Linked DNA regions of Macaca mulatta: region 2 is linked to region 1. Evidence: chromatin contacts called from public Hi-C data. All regions are on one chromosome and are shown on one strand. The core of a region is the stretch at or near the end of the contact, and the rest is flanking DNA. Distances in the headings are between cores, read along the strand shown. Region 1 holds the start of GPHN (gephyrin). Region 2 holds the start of PALS1 (protein associated with LIN7 1, MAGUK p55 family member).

Region 1 (2,613 bases), core at 54-2,553:
ACACACACGCATATAACTTTTTAAAATTCAGAAGCTGAAAGGTCCAGAAAGATAGTAAGAAACTAACGTAGAACAGCCACAGGTGATTAATAACACGTTTCATGAAAGGCACATGGAAATAAATGGCAACAAAAGCTATTTTCATGGTAATCTCACATCCCACGAATACTGAAATGAGAATCGTTGCGGCAATGGACTGTGATTCAGGTGGAACACGTTCTCGTTCGCTAAGGAGATAGATGCTTTTCACCTAAAAGCAGCTCTCACGGCGAAGAGGCTTAAGGCCATAAAACCGTGGGACAGCAGGAGGAAGAGAAGCCAGGTGTCTCCACTCCAGTTGCCCTGCCTCAGACTCCTAAGCTTCGCATGTGAGGATCGTCTTGTAGGCACTGACTGGAGATGGAATCCTAAAACACAGGTGAAGCGGAAATCTTCCTTCAGGGAGAGCCGACTGAGGAAGCCAGCGGCTAACACTGGGCGGGACAGGATACCTCCCTCTTCGCCCACGGCAGGCTCTCTATCATAGTAGCCGTCGTTCTGCCACTCAAACGCAGCTTTTTAAGGCACCTCTAGGTTCGCCAGCGCCTTCAGTGGGGCGGCCGGCCGCTCCCGAGGGCTGCAAGACGCGGCCCGGCGTGCTGAGCCAGTGTCGCTCCTCCCGCGGTCCCCTCAGAAGGCCGGCCCGCCGGCTACAGTCTTCCGAAGGCGCGGACAACCGACGAGGTGTCAGGCTCGGCAGGGGATTGCTTCTGTCTGGGGCCCGGCCGAGGTTGCGTTCCTGCCTAGCGCGCACACGCTCCGCGTTCACTCAGCCAATCCCGCGCTACTCGCGCACCCAGGAGCGATCCGCGGTCCTACTCAGGCTGGGCCCGCTCCTTCCCGCTCCTTCCCGCTCCCAGTACTCAGCACCCGAGCTCTCACTCCTCCCCTCACTCTCCACGAGTTCCACGCCTCAGGGTGTAGCTCCGCCCCTGTCCCCGAGTCCGCCCCCGCAACCTCCAGAGCGTGTGCTCTCCTTTCCTCTCAGTCCTGCCATCTAGCTGCCTTGGGTCTCGCGCTCCGCAGAGCGGCCCGAGCCTCTCCAGCCTCGTTCCGCCGCCTCCGCGCGCTCTCCCCGTGCGGCCACCGACCCCTCCAGCTCGCCTCCTTCCTGCCGGGCTTGGGGTCGCGCGCCCTGACTCCGCCCCCTCCCGCGGACCCGTGCACTCCCGGCGCGGCCTCTCCCCCACGCAGGCCACCGAGCACTCTACGGCCTCCCACTCCTTCCCCGCTCTCCTCGCGCTTCCCTGGCTCCCTAGCTCTCGCGCTCTCCGCGGCGAGCGCGCTCCCGGCCCGCGCGCTCCGGGCTCCAATTTCTCCCGGCTCCTGTCAGTGCGGTGACTGCGCTGGGAAACATGGCGACCGAGGGAATGATCCTTACTAACCACGACCATCAAATCCGTGTCGGAGTCCTTACAGGTAACCGGGGGAGGAGGTGCGGGACCTATGAGGCTGCAGTCCCTGACTTGCCTTAGGCTTTTCGCCTGTGGTGGCCCTTCTCTGCGGCCTCGGGAGGAGGGAAGGCTGAAGAAGGGAACCGCGGGGGTGCATTTTACAACCGCTGAGAACCGCCAGAGATTGGGGGTGTTCCCGCGGGTCCCTTTCCCCAGCCCGCCGGAGCCGTGGTCGACCCCGTGGGATGTCAGGCCCCAGCGCCTTCGGAAACAAAGTCCTGGGCCCCCGGGGACCGAGGGGCCGGTGCGGAGGGCGCTGCGGGATCCTTGCTGTCGGTGCAGGCGGCGGGATCCCGGCTCCGCAGTCTGAAGCATGCCGCTCTCGGCTGGCCCGGACGCATCCTCCGTTAGTGCTCTTCTGAGAGAGGGGGGAATCCCATCTCCACCCCCTTCCTCCCTTTCCCTTCCCCCAACCCGGGCGGCCCCACGCCAGTAGCTGTGCTTGCCCGGACGCGACTCAGGTGTTAATCAGATGAAACTGCTTCTCCTCGGGTTGTCCCTCGCGGGCCGGGCATCCCCTCAGCCACCCATGGGGCACCCTTCGCCTCCTTCGGGGGATGGGGGATCGGCTTGATCCGGACCTCAGAAAGTGTCTGCCTTCTGCCTTACCGAGCAAAGGGCCCTCTGCCTCGTCGTTTCCTTAGCGAGGACGGGCTGCAGCTTGCGGCCGGGGGATCCAGCTCTTTTTACTTGAGAGGGCAGGATTCCCCTACTCGGGCTCCTCTCCCCCTCCTTTCTGGGAACCCCCACCCCGGTGGAGCGTCCCGAGGCTGGTGAGGAGCGCACTTTTCCCGGGTCGCGTTTCCCTCCCTCGCGAAAGCCGTGTGTGCTCTGCATGTCTGATTCCGTTGCGCTGAATGTGGTTAATATCCGTCACTTCGGCGATCGGCAGTTGCTGCAGGGCATGACTTCCAAGATGAACGCCAAGCCGATTTGTAGGGGTTTCTGCTGTGGTTCTGTAGTTGGCAAGGTTTATGTGTAATTGAGTGGCGAGGCGGGGGTTAAAGAACTATATTTGGAATCTGAGGGCTTAGTTTGGAGTGAAGGAAGCTCAAGACTCAGTGATGTGATTTCGGAAAAAGAAGCAATGTGTACGGGAATCCTAGTGTTTCCCTTACTT
Region 2 (2,613 bases), core at 41-2,540, 790 kb after region 1:
TCTTTGTGGAGGAATATGGGCCAAGAAGACAGTTCGGTTGTGTCGTCCATCTGTATTCGAAGCCTACTGAGAAATTTTTTGATGACAGGAGCATTAAGGTCTTTAGTGGCATACAGCAGACTTCTGTCCTCAGCTCTGTCTTATTAAACACTTGGACAGAATGCTTATCAGATTTGAGAGGGATAACAAATCTGGGAAGGGTAGGCATCCCCAAAGATCTTCACCACCACGAACAATAGTTTGCTTCGTTCAGAGCATCACAGTGTCCTTAGTGAGGGACACTAACAATCCATAGGCTGTCCAGAGGAGCGTAATGGGGAAGAATGTGAAAGAACTTGAAAGTCAGGACCTGAGGACGTTGCGAGATGGAAAAACACAGTGGGACAAAATGAGGAAAACCGAGAGAAATGGAAATGGCATATACGAAGGCTTTGAGGGAGGACTATGCCCCCTGGGGGAAACCGTACACCTCGGCTGGAATCATAAGCATATTTTGGCCTCATAGAAGGAGAGGTCGATTAACAAACCTTGCAAGGGTTCAAAGGTGGGATGGGCTTCCTCGGAAGGTACTGTCAAGACAGAGACCATCCGAGGGCTTTTATTGCAAGTGTCGAGACACATTTGCTGGTATTTCTCCTTAGAACGTACTCCAATCTGCTCTGACTTCCGCCCGCACCCGCCAGAGCCCTGCCCCATTCCAAGGGTGGCACATCCAGGTCCCGAGGGCGCCAGCCATGCCCGGGACATGGGCTGGTCTGCGTAACTCTCTGTCCCTTCGGGAGACTTCTGGGAAATAGTTCTAGTCCTTGCCATCCTTGCTTTCTGGTTTTCAGAAGTCAGTGCTGCTGGTGGCTTTCTGGAGTCTTCTGTGGAACACTGCACACATCCAGGTGTTTACGTCATTTTTTTTAAAAAAAGAAATGTTAGATTGTGAGACTAACTAGACAGGACATGAGGAATCTCTTCAGGAGGACTCGGATTTTCTTCAGGAGCCGTCATCCAGAGACAGAACAGCCAAGGGATGTAGAAACCCAGGGAAGCCTCGCGTCCCCACACAGCCCGCGGGCCAAACCCCGAAGCGGCTCCGCAGGGACAGCCAGCTCCTAGCAGCCCGGGTTTTAGACTTAGAGGCGCGCGACTGCGCGCACCCGGCGGGAGCTGTGGAGAGGACCAATGACCGGGCGCTCTCTCCGCGCCGGCTCGGGATTGGGCGAGCCGCGCCAGCCTCTCACGGGCGGGGTGGGACTGGGATCCGCGCGCCCGCTGCGCCAGAGTCCCGGGGGCGCGTGCGCGGTCTCGCGGCGGCCGCAGGGGCCGGTCTCGCGCGGTCTAGAAGTGGAGTTGCTGGCGGCTGCGGCGGCGACGGCGGCGACGGAGGAGGTTGGCGGTGGGGCGGGGGCGGGGACTAAGGATTCTGAGGTGGGGAGTCGGGAGTTTCTGGATTCTTTATCCGGTATTTTAAGGGCCGCCGGAGAGCTGTCGCTTCTGCAGTGCTTAGGAGCAGCCGGGCGGGAGGCTCCGCGGAGCCGAGGCGCGGAGGTAAGAGGTGGTTCGGCGGCGGCTGGGCTGTGGAGATCTTAATCAACAGGTCCCCGGGAGCGCGGCGGGGGAGGGGCGGCCGGGCTCCCCTTCCCCCACACGCCGCTCAAACTCTGGCCAGCGGGAGACCCCGGGCCGCCAGGCGGGCTTCCTCAGGCGCGGCAGCTTCGGCGGTGGAGGGTGTGAGCCCAACCTTTGTCCCTCGGAGCAACGCTGCCTGCGCGGTGCCCGCTCCTTCTGCTTGGCTGGGCATGCACCTTGGCGCGGGCCACAGCCAGCCGGGCCCGAGGTGCAGGGGGCGCGGCGGGGAGTCGTCTGCCCCCTGCGCTCCCGCCCCGATGTCGCGACGCGCGGGACTCCCCCCGGCCGGGTCTGGGAATCCGGCGAGGGAACGCTTTCCTTTAGAAGTCAGAATGTAGTCAGCGTTCCTCTGCCTGACTCAGCTGCTGGTATTCTGCTGCCTATTGCGTTCTTAAACAGGCAAACAGTTCCTGCTTCCTTGTGACCAGTTTTAAAGAAAAGCCTAATTTTGTTGATGGTTTCTGATAATTTAAGGTTGCACGTTGAATTTGAAGCCTGTACATTGTTGTATTCTATGTTTAATGAAGGTTGCTTGAAACGATCTTTGTAGTAAATTATGTAACTTTCTAATGATCATAACTCACCTTCTGTTGATTGACGTACAGTAATGTGTATGGAATGTAAGTTTCGGTCGAAAGGTTTTTCTTGGCAGTTTATGCTAAAATTAAAATCTGATGATTGGGAAGATTTTAGACGTAGTATAGAGTGTGTGTTTTGTCTCCATACTTGTTTAGAATAGTAAAAATTTAGATTCGGAAAGTCAGTTGAACAAAAATTTTGAAATTTTGATTTGACACAGTGAAAGGTGTTAATATTTCCGATTTTTTAAAAAAACAATATCATGTTTTAATGATAGTTTACTAATTATGCTTTTGGATTTTACCAGAAGTTAATAACCTGTTAAATTCTGCAGTAGGAACAAATGACGTGTTGGTTATTGGTGTCTTTAAAGTATTGGTGGTAATGAAACTTATTAAATAAGCGTCCTTGAAT

Evidence for each region. Hi-C and Micro-C count contacts between places; a contact is called where the count stands out from the background.
Region 2: a Hi-C map of fetal cortex germinal zone shows a contact between it and region 1, with 3 times the contacts expected there. The contact joins the promoter of PALS1 here to the promoter of GPHN in region 1. A contact is called at or near these places in 2 of 14 Hi-C or Micro-C datasets (fetal cortex germinal zone and fetal cortical plate).

The regions. Positions count from the first base shown.
Region 1 is chr7:139,613,211-139,615,823 of T2T-MMU8v2.0, forward strand. It overlaps GPHN (gephyrin), which reads left to right and starts at 1,304. Exons shown (of 22, transcript NM_001257815.1): 1 at 1,304-1,458. The coding sequence starts at 1,395. It overlaps LOC144330299, which reads right to left and starts at 2,334. Exons shown (of 5, transcript XR_013396345.1): 1 at 2,103-2,334.
Region 2 is chr7:140,407,972-140,410,584 of T2T-MMU8v2.0, forward strand. It overlaps PALS1 (protein associated with LIN7 1, MAGUK p55 family member), which reads left to right and starts at 1,291. Exons shown (of 14, transcript XM_077941198.1): 1 at 1,291-1,539.